2 separate regions of the Mus musculus genome follow, and region 2 is linked to region 1. The links are chromatin contacts, called in public Hi-C maps. All regions are on one chromosome and are shown on one strand. Each heading gives the region's core, a stretch centred on a gene start, on an enhancer-like site or on the middle of the called end of the contact. The rest is flanking DNA. Distances are from core to core; before and after follow the strand shown.

Region 1 (3,883 bases), core at 1,011-3,510:
AGCTGTGTAAATTAAGAGGACAACCTGGTGTACTTAGTGAGTCCCAAGTCAGGACGCTACATTCATAGTGAAACCCTGTGTCAAAAACAAAAAAACAAAAAAACAAAAAAACAAAAACAAAGAAAACAACAACAACAAATACAAAATAGTCTCAACATTTGTCACCCAACTTACATAAGATATGGATTTATATTCAAGGCACACCTATATATGCACATATGTATTCCTTATAAACATTTTGTAAGAGTAAAGTCTTTCAAATGGTGACTTGTCTCATCAATAAATTATTCTAGAAAAGGTTTTAAAAGAAATACTATTTTAAAATCAGATATTTTAGATTAACTTGATTAAAAACAAAACCGTAGCCTGGTGGCTCATGGGAAATGGTTAAAAGTCTGAGAAAGAAACCCTGATGATAAACATAACGTGTCCACCTTCGTACACAGCGTTGCTAAAGGTTCCTGGCGGGTTTCATGTTCTTTGATTTTATGATGAATGCAGAATAATTCAATATTCTTTAATCAAAAGTTCCCCTTCCTATGAAATCAAAAGTGATTCCACATCATCCTGTAACTACTGAGTGATAGCATTCATCCTCTTTCCTTTTTTCTTTAATCAAAAAGATTAGTCGCCCTGAAAAATTAACTAATGAGGAATTTTGTTAATATGGAAGATTTTCTCCCTCCCTCCCTTCCATCTGAGTATGTGGCTCTGAGCAAAGTCCTCTCTTCTTTAGCTAGAGTCATAGCAGTTTCTGTTTCTAACCTGGGAAGAATGCGGTGGGGACTGAAAAGCCCCTGCCCCATTGTCCCACTCCCCGGCACTGATCCTTGCTTTTAACATCATAATGAAGGATGCTCTTTAGTGGATTATCTTGAGAAGGGATTAACTCCTTCAAGTCTTCTTAGGGGGAAAGGTGTTTTGAGCCTTAAATACACACCAATTGCCTGCTTAACTTTTCATCTTATTTTGAAAACTGCCCAGCTGGAATTCAAATTCTTTTCCATAGAGCTGAATTTTATTAGTAGCAAAGTTGGAGTTGGGCGCAGCAGATGCTAAATATAAGCGCTGTTCTTTTAATCTCGTGGGGCCAAATGTTTCAGATATTTCACTGAGACGGGGCCGTCAGGATAAGTCTCAATCTAAACTCTGCAAGTGCTGAAATCCTCACCCATCTCCCAGACACAGAGTTTAAGCCTGCTGGAAGACCACGTTTTTTTACCCCAACTTCGCCTTTAAACTCCACTTGTCTAGATCCCCCCTGTTCTGGGGCTTTTAACATTATCAGTGCTGTTTTAAGTCACACTCAAAGTAGAGCCCAATGTCTAATAAACACACACTCGCTTGAAAATGTGAATAGTTGGTCTATAATTTATAATCAGGTGGCTTCCTCCACCTTTATCTTAATAACAATTTATTTCTGCCTGCCTGCTGCATGTATGCCTTTGTTCCAGATACACGGGACCCTTCCTCCAACCTGATTTCTATGAACTACAATGTTGTATTGGATAACTTTTACCAGGGAACTAGATAGTTCTTGCCTTGTACAGGCGCCGCCTTTTCTTTTAACTCAAACTTCTTTTCCTGGTAGATTATAACTTTTCTTTTGTTCAACAACCCCCCCCCCTTTTTTTTTGGCCAGAGAAAACAATCATTTTTTTAAATGCCTGTTTAATGCAGAAAATTACACCCCCCCCCCCATTACACACACACACAGGAGAGAGAGAGAGAAAGAGAGAGAGAGAGAGAGAGAGAGAGAGAGAGAGAGAGAGAGAGAGAAACTTTTTCTAAGACCTCTTTCAGGGTCATTCGTTTTAACCAAATGATAACACACATCACCCGCAGCTTTTAATAATAATAAAAACGTTATATGCTGAACGCATGTCTTAAAATCCAGATCCAAGAAAACTTCAATTAACAAAAAAAGTCAGGACAATGAATTTTGGTGATTCTTTTGCACATTGAAAGTTTGCAGGTGCACAGTTCTTCTGAGGCACATGAAATAAAGGCTGGCTCTTTTGATATCTATACATCCCCGCACACACTAACTATCCTAGAGGCTCCGCTTTAGTGGCAATAACCCTCCACATTCTTTCAGGGTAAACTCTTTAAGGAGTCATGAATTTTATTTATACTCTCTCTCTCTTTGAGAGTCTTTTGTTTATTTGCTGTTTCTTTCTTTGTGAAATAACACTCCCAGAGGAAAATCCCCTCTCTGCTTAAGGAATTAGGCCAGAGACAAAAGCAGTGAATTCTTTAAGCCTTGTTTTGTGCTAAGAGAAATGTTTGACATTTCTGTGGAGAGGTGTTTAGTTTGGACTCATTAGGTCTTAGGGACACTCTTTTCTCTTTCTTGGTCTTTCAGTTTCTGCCACTGTTCCCCCCACCCCACCCCATGTTTGGAAGACTGAAGAGAATTTACCAGAGAGTAGAGTGTAATTAGGTTTCCTATGAGCCAAATGCAAAAATCCAGTTGTTTTTTAAAGGAATCTCCCTTGCACAGCAGGTCCAGAGCTGAGTCCCACTTCCTCATACCCATCTGGGCCTGAGAAGCAGAAGCATAAACACAGAAGGGCGCTTTCTCTGATGGAGATGAATACTGTCCATGAAACTCTTTTAAAGAAAGTTGCTTGTCCAGTGCTCTCACGCATCACTGTCTGACCAACGCTTTCAGTTCCCCATGCTTTCTCTAGGAACAAAATAAACTCGGGTTTTACATGAATTGTATCACAAAGAAAGAATTTTAATTATTTTTGTTTTAGATGCATTGTCTAGCCACAGTTTCTTCCCACAATCGTTTAAAAGATATTTATGGCCTTGCCTGAGTATCAGAGCTCAAACATTTGGCTTCCACTGGTAATAGAGATGTCATACTGGCTTGTTAATTTTCTTGCCTGAATTTGGACAAGCACAAATCTTTTGTAATTTCCCCCAATCTCATTGGATGTGGTTTTAAAAAAAATGTGAAGGAGATGAGGTAGGAAACAGAGGAGTCCTACATTGACACCACACCTCACAGAGTGAGGAAGTCAATAAGGTAGCAGGACACCATGGACCAGAGCGTCAGCAGATGACATCCTTACTGCCATGCAAGCATGCAGTACATCTCTTGTCTGGTCTTCAAATCATTCGCAGATCTAGTTCTGAAAGTAAAGATGAAAGGGGGTGTGGAAGATGAGAAAGAGAAGAAAGAAAAAGGAGAGAAGAAAGAACGGGGAATAATAATAAGAAAAACAGAAGGGGGAAGCAGAAGGGAAAGAGGAGGGGGAGGACAAGGAAGGAGAAGGAAAAGAAGACAGAAACACTAAAGAGAAGTTTAGTGTCTGGGATTAAACAGGAAACACTCAGAAATAGATCCTTCTACTCCTGGACTGTGCCACAGTACAGTACGCCTCCCTGGTCTGCATCCATTGTTCCAAAGTACTCACTTGTCTGTTTTGAAATTGTGGAGAAGCCACAGCCTTGTCCACCCAGCCCTGTCATGAAAGATGGAGATGAAGGGCTAATTTCCTTGGGCCTGTTGACTTTAGGAGAAAGTTTTTGTCATATATACCCAAGGAGCTTCCTTCAGTCAGTGTGACAGTGCAACCTGCTAAACAGTCACTTGAATGTTTCCGAAAGTTCCTTCTACATCCAGCAAACCTCAGTAGAGAAAGGTTGACCTACTATTTGTCTCTCATTTACTTACTGACTTGCTTACTTATTAATTGTACAGCATCTTTCTAGGCAGGATCTCACTATGGAGACCAGGGTAGCCTTGAACTCACTGGAGATCTTACTGACTCTGCCTCCTGAGCACTGTAATCAAAGACACGAGCCACCACTCGCAAGATTCTTCCTCTTTCTAAAACCCTTGGTAGTAAATTGTATTTGTGGTTCTTGA
Region 2 (3,307 bases), core at 680-3,179, 640 kb before region 1:
TGACATGGTTTTCCCTGGAAGCCTGCCAGAACTGATGCTTATGAGGTGTTTGTCTGATGAACTGTACCCCTGTGACATGAAGCAGAGCCCAGAGGAGGTGGCAGTCCATCCTTCTAACTTAGGCTTGATTTACAAATCAAGAAGATCATTCAAAGCCCATGGAAGCCAGATCCACACCCCTTAGAAAGTCTAGCAAAAAATAATGATGGGAGCTTATGCACCCCGTGTGGGAAGTGGGGTGACTTTAACTGCTGTTCAGGTATTTTCATGGAGGCAAGCTAGAGCCCAGGCTAACTGCACTGTGTGCTTCAGTAATAGGAAGTCTGGAGAATATTTATTAGCCTATATCTGTGGATTACGGAGATCCTTTCTAATTAAAGTGAGCTGCTCTGTAAAGGAGTGGAAAAATGCCTAATACAGTTGACATAAACAGAAAAGAAAGTTGCAAGGAGGAAGAACCCCCCACCGCAGGATTAAAAAGCACATTCAATAGTGTGGGCTGGACCCACATATTTGACATGAAATTCTTACATCGGGGGCTGTCAGTATTTCAGAAACCTAGCTGTAGCCTGTGCTCTTTTCTGTCTTGACAGCCAGGCTGCACAGTGAGTGCTGATTTCCCTATTGGAACCCCAGATTCTGTGACATTTCTATAGAAACATATAGATCATTTGTTTGGCAGTCCTTTACAAACCATACACAAACCCTGGTTATCTGGGATCTGTGTAAAATACTGTGTGACCACAATAGGTATAAACAATATTGTAAGGTTTCCGATGAAAATGTGTGTGTTTGTTATAGGAATGTAGTGAATCAAGGTCATGAGTGAGGTGACGGTAACCTCCGGGATCCTTCCACTCAAGGTCATTATTATGCTGAAGGATTATTTACTTTCTTTGCCCTTTATTTTATTTACTTAATTTTTTTTTTCTCAGGATATAGCCATGGTTGGCCTGGAATTCACTATGTATAATAAACTATCCCCAGACTCACAGAGCTCATCCTGCTTGCCCTGTCCCAAGTGCTGGGATTAAAGGCACACCTTGCCATGGCTTCATGTTTGTATATTTTACTGTGGTCTTCGTTTTTTTTTCTCTCTCTCTATTATAGTAGTTCGAAGTTTATCATAGTCTCCTGCATTTCCACTTACCTTTATTCTGTGACTTCTGCACAAAAGCATTGCTAAGTAGGCAGACACAGCCTAAAGGATAGATGGGATGTCAGAGTGCTCAGATACTAAAACTAAAACTAGACTCAAGCCCCGAAGGGTGCTTCATCAAAGCGTAAAATAAGTACGGCTTTTACTACTTTCTTTTTGCATCTTCTATTTCTTTCTTGGCCACGATCTTTTAGTCTGGATGAAGACCAAAGCGAAAAAGAAAGGAGGGCTGTGGAAGAAAAGTCAAGTGGGGTGGGGTGGGGGGGAGAAGGAACAGGAATTGAAAAGAAAAAACAGAATACATCTGGTCCTGCTGAGAGTAATAGCGTTTATGTGAATGTGCGGACAAGACTGTGTGTTAAAATGTTCAGAAGTCTGTGTCTCTGAAATGCATCACCTCTATTCTGTGGCTCACGCATTTGAAACTTTGTAGAGAAACATAGACCATGATCAGGATTCATTCTTTCCAACACAAAGGACTCGCAGTTAAATTTCATTTTTCATCTTTCCTTTAAGAACGATGACAAGGGACAGTCGGTACTGCAGAGAAGTCTCCCGAAGCCTGGCAAGGATGTAACACATCACCGTGACCCACCTCAGAGGAACCCCAGCCCTGCACAGAAATCATGGCCCGTGACCCCAAATGGGACCCTTTGTTCTTCAGGCTTGACCTTCTTCAATTTGTTACACTGTCCACCTTCAGTTTGTCTTAGAGGGCTTCCTTCCTGAGAAATCCAAGCATCCCAGCTCTGTGAGTCCATGATACAAAGATTTCTATTACTCCTTACTGTCTTCATGGGAACAGCCTGAGAATGTAATCTGAGCTGGCTTGGGTCTATCCCTACACAGCCACATCATAACATTGAAGTGTAGATTTATAGCACACTTTATGTATATTTTCTTATTCCCAAGGCCCCCCTTTTCACAGATACATACACAACATGTCATGTAGAAAATATAAATTGTTGATCATACAAGCACTTTCCTTCTTTTTAAACCTTTCCAAAGGTCTTTTTGTTAAATACACCCAGATGCCGTTTGACAGATGAGGGGCTAATTGCTCTGTGAATTACCTCTATCGATTCCTGTTTCATGTTGAGCCAAACAAACAAAAGATATTAATGCTTTGAAAAAAATGAATGATGACCTTTCTCAGCAAACACAGCTTGCGGTCTCTGATTATTGGTGATTCCAGAGAGCAGCGGTCAATGGCAATAGCTGTAACGCTATGATCGCTATAATAAGCTTGCCTGACCTTCTCTGCCATGTTAAGTGGTTTAAATTTATTTGCCCAACAACAGAAGAGCTTTTATTTAAAGTCACAGAACATTCAATTCAGTTTAAAGATGTAGTGTCGTCTTCCGACTTCCCTCCTGGTCCCTTCATGCGCCTACATGCTAAGACCACTGCCTTTCCCACCAGGAACCAGACCACAATACCATAGGAAAAAAGCAACAAATGTCCTTTCTGTTTAGCACCCTGGGAGCCATTTTTACTTTCCAGGTTGTTTTTATTATTTTTAAAATAAAACATCAGAATTATCTTGTTTCTTTCTCTTCTTAACTTTTGGCCACAGTGTGTGTTAAGTTCTAGACCGTTTGAGCCCATACAAAGTCAAGAATTGAGGGAGACCAGTTTTAACCACCTGAGCCAGAGATCAAAAGCTCAATTCTATTTTTATCTAAAAAAAGTAGGCTGTTTTATGAGTCATTTCTTTGTCCCCAGAGGAGACCCTTCCAGTTCTGTAGTGGAGGAAACAGCAAGCCAGCTACTACCTCAGAACAGCCTTCTTATCAGGACACATACACATCTCAGATATCGCTGATTAATGATAGCTTTATGTAATTGGCAGTCTTAAATCCTGGCAGTTAACAGAACATGGCTGTGGGCCCTTTAAGTGCCTCCTGATCATTTTTCTCTACAAGTCTTTGTGTATAACGGTGAAAATATGCACAGTACAAATGGTGAAAGCCTTGGGTGTTTAGGTAGGAAGTGTCTGCATCCCCCATCCAAGATTGAAAGGAAAATCTCTTGAAAAAAAAAGGGGGGGGAGGGCGCTAATACTTCCACTAACTTCCTGATGCAAGGAATGCCAAAAATATCCAGGAAGTAAGTAGTTTCTCTAAGAATGTTTTGGTCCCTGTGCAC

What was found. Hi-C and Micro-C count contacts between places; a contact is called where the count stands out from the background.
Region 2: a Hi-C map of uterus shows a contact between it and region 1, with 3 times the contacts expected there. The contact joins two enhancer-like sites.

The regions. Positions count from the first base shown.
Region 1 is chr7:70,588,803-70,592,685 of GRCm38.p6, reverse strand. No RefSeq gene overlaps it. Among named protein-coding and RNA genes, the nearest start is that of Gm35894, 3.3 kb to the right of the region's middle. Within about 2 kb of position 2,260, at least 11 of the 459 cell types and tissues checked have an H3K27ac peak or open chromatin away from gene starts, as enhancers often do. A contact at or near this core is called in uterus, where this site is marked.
Region 2 is chr7:71,233,258-71,236,564 of GRCm38.p6, reverse strand. Gm36212 (a long non-coding RNA gene) reads left to right here. Exons shown (of 5, transcript XR_882211.2): 5 at 1,676-1,920. Among named protein-coding and RNA genes, the nearest start is that of 6030442E23Rik, 18 kb to the right of the region's middle. Within about 2 kb of position 1,929, at least 9 of the 459 cell types and tissues checked have an H3K27ac peak or open chromatin away from gene starts, as enhancers often do. A contact at or near this core is called in uterus, where this site is marked.